2 separate regions of the Mus musculus genome follow, and region 2 is linked to region 1. The links are chromatin contacts, called in public HiCAR-type maps. All regions are on one chromosome and are shown on one strand. Each heading gives the region's core, a stretch centred on a gene start, on an enhancer-like site or on the middle of the called end of the contact. The rest is flanking DNA. Distances are from core to core; before and after follow the strand shown.

Evidence for each region. HiCAR-type assays count read pairs that join an accessible place to other places.
Region 2: a HiCAR-type map of astrocytes shows a contact between it and region 1, with 4 times the contacts expected there. The contact joins the promoter of Phf20l1 here to the promoter of 1700010G06Rik in region 1. A contact is called at or near these places in 1 of 39 promoter capture datasets (pre-B cells) and 1 of 115 datasets of contacts at active chromatin or transcription factors (astrocytes).

The regions. Positions count from the first base shown.
Region 1 is chr15:64,312,594-64,315,533 of GRCm38.p6, reverse strand. 1700010G06Rik (a long non-coding RNA gene) reads right to left here and starts at 1,416. Exons shown (of 2, transcript XR_003951590.1): 1 at 1,001-1,416; 2 at 1-576. All of the region lies in intron 2 of Asap1 (ArfGAP with SH3 domain, ankyrin repeat and PH domain1), which reads left to right.
Region 2 is chr15:66,576,025-66,578,964 of GRCm38.p6, reverse strand. Phf20l1 (PHD finger protein 20-like 1) reads right to left here and starts at 1,393. Exons shown (of 21, transcript NM_001081409.1): 1 at 1,118-1,393.

The DNA of each region.
Region 1 (2,940 bases), core at 167-2,666:
CGGCGCTTGCTTTATATAAGCCGGGTTCACAGAAGCTCGAGTCTGTGTGCACGTGTCTTTTTCTGGCTTTGGAGAGGATAAGTGTGTATTTCTGGGTAGTTCCCTGTAAAGAAACCCAGCCTTTCAGCTTTGCCCACGCCAGACTCTATTTGCTTTTAGATATCCAGGAATGGCGTTCGGGGTATTTGAGAAAAAGGGAGGTGCAGATGGTTTTGCACCAGGGCATGGTTTCAAATTTAAAGAGGATTATGGTCCATGAACCCCAGAGATGGTGGGTTGAGGTGCGAAGCTTTGAAATTCTAATTGCAGACCAGTCTAAGGAGGTATATGCTTACCAGAGCACAATATCTCATTGTTCATATAGTCCCCTCTTGGCTGGAGGAGGCAGGGGAGGGGCAGATACATAACATAATCTTCGGAGGAAACTGAAACAGCAATTGGTGGCGGCAGTTTGGGCTCTCCGGTGAATTCAGAAAGAAATCCCTGGCTGTTTACCACTGCTGAGCTTGGAATAATCTTGACTCGTTCATCTGCAGAGCCAGGTGTGGGAGCAAACCGGCTGGAGCTGGGAGGGCTCTGTGTGGTGGTCATTTTTGACACGCCTTACCCTCTTATTTGATAAACTCATGCCACCCAAACCCAAGGTATCTGAATTAGGAGAGAAAGCTGTGGAATTCAGGGTCTCTGGGAACAGACACACTTATTAGCTAAGTCTAGGCTCTGAACAACAGTTCATTTTTACTGTTTATGTCACACACACAGAGGAGTGCTGCCAGCTCAGTAGACAGGGCAGGTACTAGATGACAACTGGGGTGTGGGGGGTGGGACCAGACTGGCTCACAGCCCTGAGGAAGACAAATCCTTTCAGAGGGAAGCCCCAGTGCTCACTGATTTTTCTCGCTGATTTGCTCTCAGTACTTTATAGGGGAGCATGGGATTTCTGAGGCGCAGGGAGCTTAATTAGGCCAAGCTAGTGAGGGTCATATTTGTTCCAACTTACAGAATTTTCCAGATGCTGTGAGAAATGAGCTAGGATTCTCTTCTGGAATGTTCATTCTCCAAATGCTACATCTTGCAGCCCTGGCAACCAGTGAGCCTGCCCTTGTGGGGTGGTCAGCTGCCAGTCTCCTCCTGCCTTATTTTCTCCCTGAGAGCTAAACCCTCCATGTCTCCCAAACCAAACTTTTAAAGTACTGAGGAGAGAAAGTACTCTTGTTTATGTTTAACCTCTTTATTCACTAGTTTTTTTTAAAAGGTCAGTTTGCCAGGGATGTGTTTCTTTATGCTCATTCCCTTAGCAAGTTCTTCCTGTAGTAGGCGGAGACACTTCCCTGCCTTGGAGAGCACTGGTAGGAACCGCAGTGGAGGCACAGTGCACACCCAATTCGGTCAAGCCAGGAAGAGAAACAGCACACATTTTAACCCATTTTTTCCTATGCAGAGAGCAAGTCCTCATCCATGAACTCAGCCTCCTCCATGAGGGTCCCTGTCTTCTACTTTCATGGGAGGCAGTTAGGGGTCCAAGATTCCCAGCCAACAGGGTATCGAGTGGTGTATCCATTCTATTCTGCACACTTTGACTGAGCCTTCTCTGACCATGGTTTATGTATGGCTCTGTCATTTTCTCCTACTCCTCCTCTGTATTGCCTATTTGTCTGGTCCTCTGCTGCAAAGCAAATTCCAAGACAGCAGGAATGTGGCCCTTGCCGACATCACTCATCTCAGAATTTGTCAGCTTGTGAGGCGAACCTTTTCCTCTTGACATGCAGTCTTCTCCTCCCTCCCTGCCGGTCCTCACTCAAGACAAGCCCTCTCCGTGGGTCCCTGAGCCACACGACCCACACGCGGCCAGAAAGGCCAGCGAACACAACCTCTAGCTAGCTATATCGGACGGTATGCAGGCAGGTCTGAGTGGGCCACAGGGCTTGCCTTCCAAAGCAGGCTTTAATGGAGGCCAGTCATACGCTTTCAAGGGCTCCTGGAGGCCAATCCCAAGGACTAGGTGGGTTTTGTTGATACCATTCTCAAAATCTTCCAGTCGGTGGTGAGAAATTAGATGGGTATGTTGGACTAACAACAGTAGACATCTTGCTGGGGCTGAATTGGTACTTTTCTCAGAAGAAAGTCAGTTCCTGCTTAGCAGTGAAGAGCATTTGCACCTGAGAAATACTTTTTGCATCTCCGGATGCTCGGCGGTCCTCTGGGGTAGGGGAAGAAAAAAAAAAAACCAAATACATCTGGACAGATGAAAGTATTTTAAAACAACCCTTCCTGTCTCTGCACAAGGCACAGCATTGGCGTTCAGAGGGCAGCAGGGCTGCGCCCCCATCCCTCGGTCCGCGCAGAAGGGAGACGGCTTTCCGGGCCTCGCTTCCTGCACCCACTCGGGACTAAAAAAGAACACGAACAACTTTTTTTTTTTTTTTTTTTTTGGTCCCTCTCTTGCAAAAACGCTCGCGTAACCAGCTCGCTGAAGTAACCGCTCCGGGGGCGGCCGGGTGTGTGTGTGTGTGCGTGGGGCGCGGTTCCGGAGCCCCACGGGCACGAGCACCAGCGCCGGCGGCTGCGAGGTGGGGGCCGCGCGAGGGCCGGGCGGCGGGGGGGGGGGGTAAGTGGAGAGAGAGGGGCGGGCGGGGCGTGCGGGGCGCGTGCGCAGAGCACTTCCGTGTTTGTCCCCGTGACTGGCGCGGGCGCGCCGCCCGCCGCTCCGCGGGAGCGAGCGCCCCAGTCGGTCGAGCCTCGCCGCTTGTCAGCGCCACCGGAGCGGTCCGTTCCGCCCAGCCCCGCCCCTCCCCGTCGCGCCCCGCCCCGCCCCGCCCCGCCGCCCCTTGCGTGCGCTCGGGGAGGCGCGTCCCCGGCCGCCTGCGCGCGCCGCTTGCAGTTTGAAGGGCGCTGCGCCGCTCGCTCCGCTCCTCTCCGCTCCACTCCTCGCGCGCCAGG
Region 2 (2,940 bases), core at 144-2,643, 2.3 Mb before region 1:
ACAACGGGTTGGGGACCAGGAATCTAACGCTGCTCTTGTTGGAGGGAGATGCTTAGAACATGTTCTTACATTACTACTCACTAGGATCTTTCTAGCTTAAAAAAAAAAAAAATAAACACCACACAAATGAAAAATCCCCACACAAACGAAAAATCTTATAATGTTTTAGCCACTGTTTAAAACAGGTAAAACTTAAGAGCAAACAGAATTCCAAATGTCCCTTCCTGTTTTTTTTTTTTTTTTTTAATCTGAAAAGGGAAGAAAAGAAATAGCATCAACGCTTGTTACAAAAATATGGGGGATCAAGTTTACAAGGTCGTGCCTAAGGGGATATAGAATATCCTGACATGGCATCAGTGAGGTTAAGATTCATAGCCAGGACACACTAGGTGTAATGGGAACAAACATAAATATTTTAAATAGAAATCTTGTAAGTGTGCAACATACAAGGCTGTTACTTCAATGTACAGAAATAGAATCCGAAGAGGCAGTTTGCCAGTTATGCTAACATTTCCTAAGATCAAACTTCCAGCCTGTAAATCTAATCCCCCGTGACTCTCAGGAATGAGGACCTCAAAAGGCAGGGACGATTTCCATTCTCTTGTGAGGAGACAGGAGAATGAGGGAGGCGGCAGAATTAGGAACTTTTACGAAAGACAATCTATTGGACAGACCCTTAAAGTGAAACTGTGGAACAGGGAGCGAGAAAGGGGAGAAGGAAACAAAAAGAGAAATGAAAAAAGACCAGAAAGCGGTAAAAAAGAGTTCGTTGTAAGGATGGTGGAAGTTTGCAGAGATGACAGTGAGAGGAAAGAGACAGACACACAGAGCTAGAGAGCGGTGAGGGAAAGACCGCGAAGCTAAGCAGAGGGGACGAGGCGGGCTCGCAGGGGTGTCAAGGGGAGCCAGGAAAGGCCGCGGCGCGGCTGGCCCGGAGCCCGGGAGCTGCAGGTTGACAGCCGCCGGCCCGGCAAGGGAAGGAAGGCGGGGGTAGCGCGGCGGCGCGCAGACAATAGGGTCAGCGGATGGCAGGGAGCGGGACGCCGGCCGAGAGCAACGCGGGCGCGAGCGCAGCCCGGGGACCCGGCAGCTTCCAGGCCCCTCCGCCGCCTCTTACCGACTCGGCCTCGTCTCCGCACAGCAGCCGGGCCGTCCGGGGCCGAGCCGGGGCGCGTCAGGGAGGCCAGCGCGGGCCTCGTTCGAGTCTGCCCGGGCAGCAGCAAGGGAGGGAGCGGGAGCCGAGTGAGCCGGGCCCGCGGCGCCGCGTCGGCCCGAGGAAACGCGGGAGGAAGCCCTCAAGCCCACTCCGGCTCCGCTACCATCGCAGCCGCCGTCGCTGCCGCCGCTGCCGCCTCCGCAGCCACCACCGCCGCCGGCCAGCCCTGACGCGACGCCGGCCGGGGACGTCAGCCGCCCGCGACGCGCCGGAAGCGGGCTGGGTTGAGTCACGTGGTACGCGAGGGCCGGGCTGGCGCGGCGCAGCCGATTGGAGGACTATTCTGGGGGTGGGGCTTCGGCCAGGCTGGGCTACTTACACATAGAAAAGACCTGGGCTCTAGATTCCCCTTGGTGGGGTCAAGAGGATGGTGGCCTTTTGTGATTGTTGCTGGTTTCTAACAAATCCCACTACTTGACACATTGGGCAAACTTGTCAATGCACCACACACTTTTCACCGTGTCTGTTCTATCCCACGTTAAGGACAGACACAATGATCTGTATTACAAAATCAGAATTGTCTCTTTTGAATGGATACTTTGTCACGACACTCTGCTATAAATATATCACATGACAATCAAAACTGCACACTTATACTACTTTCCAAATTCAGAAATCTTTATAAAACAAATAAAAGATTCTTAAGAATCTTTAAAAATTCCTAAGAAGTTTAGGGTACTAATAGAACAAGTCTTCACAATTAATAGTATAGGACTACCTCTGTTGAACACCTACCATGTACCAAAGTCTATATTAAGCAGGAGAATCCCTATCCCAACTTTGAGAAGATCTACAAGTTATCATTCAAAGTGCTACTGAGAGAAAACATCTATTTTTTTCCCCACTCCATCACTCTGCCTCCCACGTTTTAAAAGTGCATCACTGCATACAAATGACACTTATATTTATCTTGCTTCATCGTGTACAGTGAAAATAGAAATGTTTTCTCTGACTTTCAAGAGATTTGGTAAATTGAGAAAATCTTCATAATCATCCTTTTATTCAAAAGACATTCATTCAAGAAATATATATCTAATAGTTGCAGAGTTATACTGAGCTTAGTGATGCTACAAACAATGCGAATAAGACAGTTCTGAGATGATATTTGTCTTTATGTTCTTCTTTTTAATCCTCTGTGGTTCTCATTGGTCCAATACAATTAATATTTCTATTATTTCTAGAATCTTTTTTCTGTCACAGGCAGAATTATACTTTCCACTTTTAAAATATTATGTACGGTTATTTAATTTGCTGTAAAATTAGAATACAAGTAAGATCACACACACAAGAAAATGCCAATGCAAGAAGACAGTTCTAAAATATTTTTGTCCCCCAGTACTGTGATTTACAATGTTTGCAATAATTACTGTTTTAGCAGTAGAAGTCCTTGATACACTAGGATGACTGTAGGAATTATGGATCACCTAAAACAAACATGCAATTTAAAACAACACTTGATTTAAACAATAAAATGTATAATGTTGTCAAATAAAAAACATATATTTATAAATCAGGATCATTTGTTTCAGAGTCTAATCTAAATTTAATGAAGAAGTGTCAACCCTTCATTAGATGGGATGAAAATATTAGAATCTAATGAATTTAGTCCCCCTTGAGGCTATAGGTCTCACTTTAAATGCTATTTAAACTATATTGTTTTAAAATTTGTATTTAAAGATGCTAGCAATGTGCAGAATATGGAACAAAGTTTACAAATCACATCA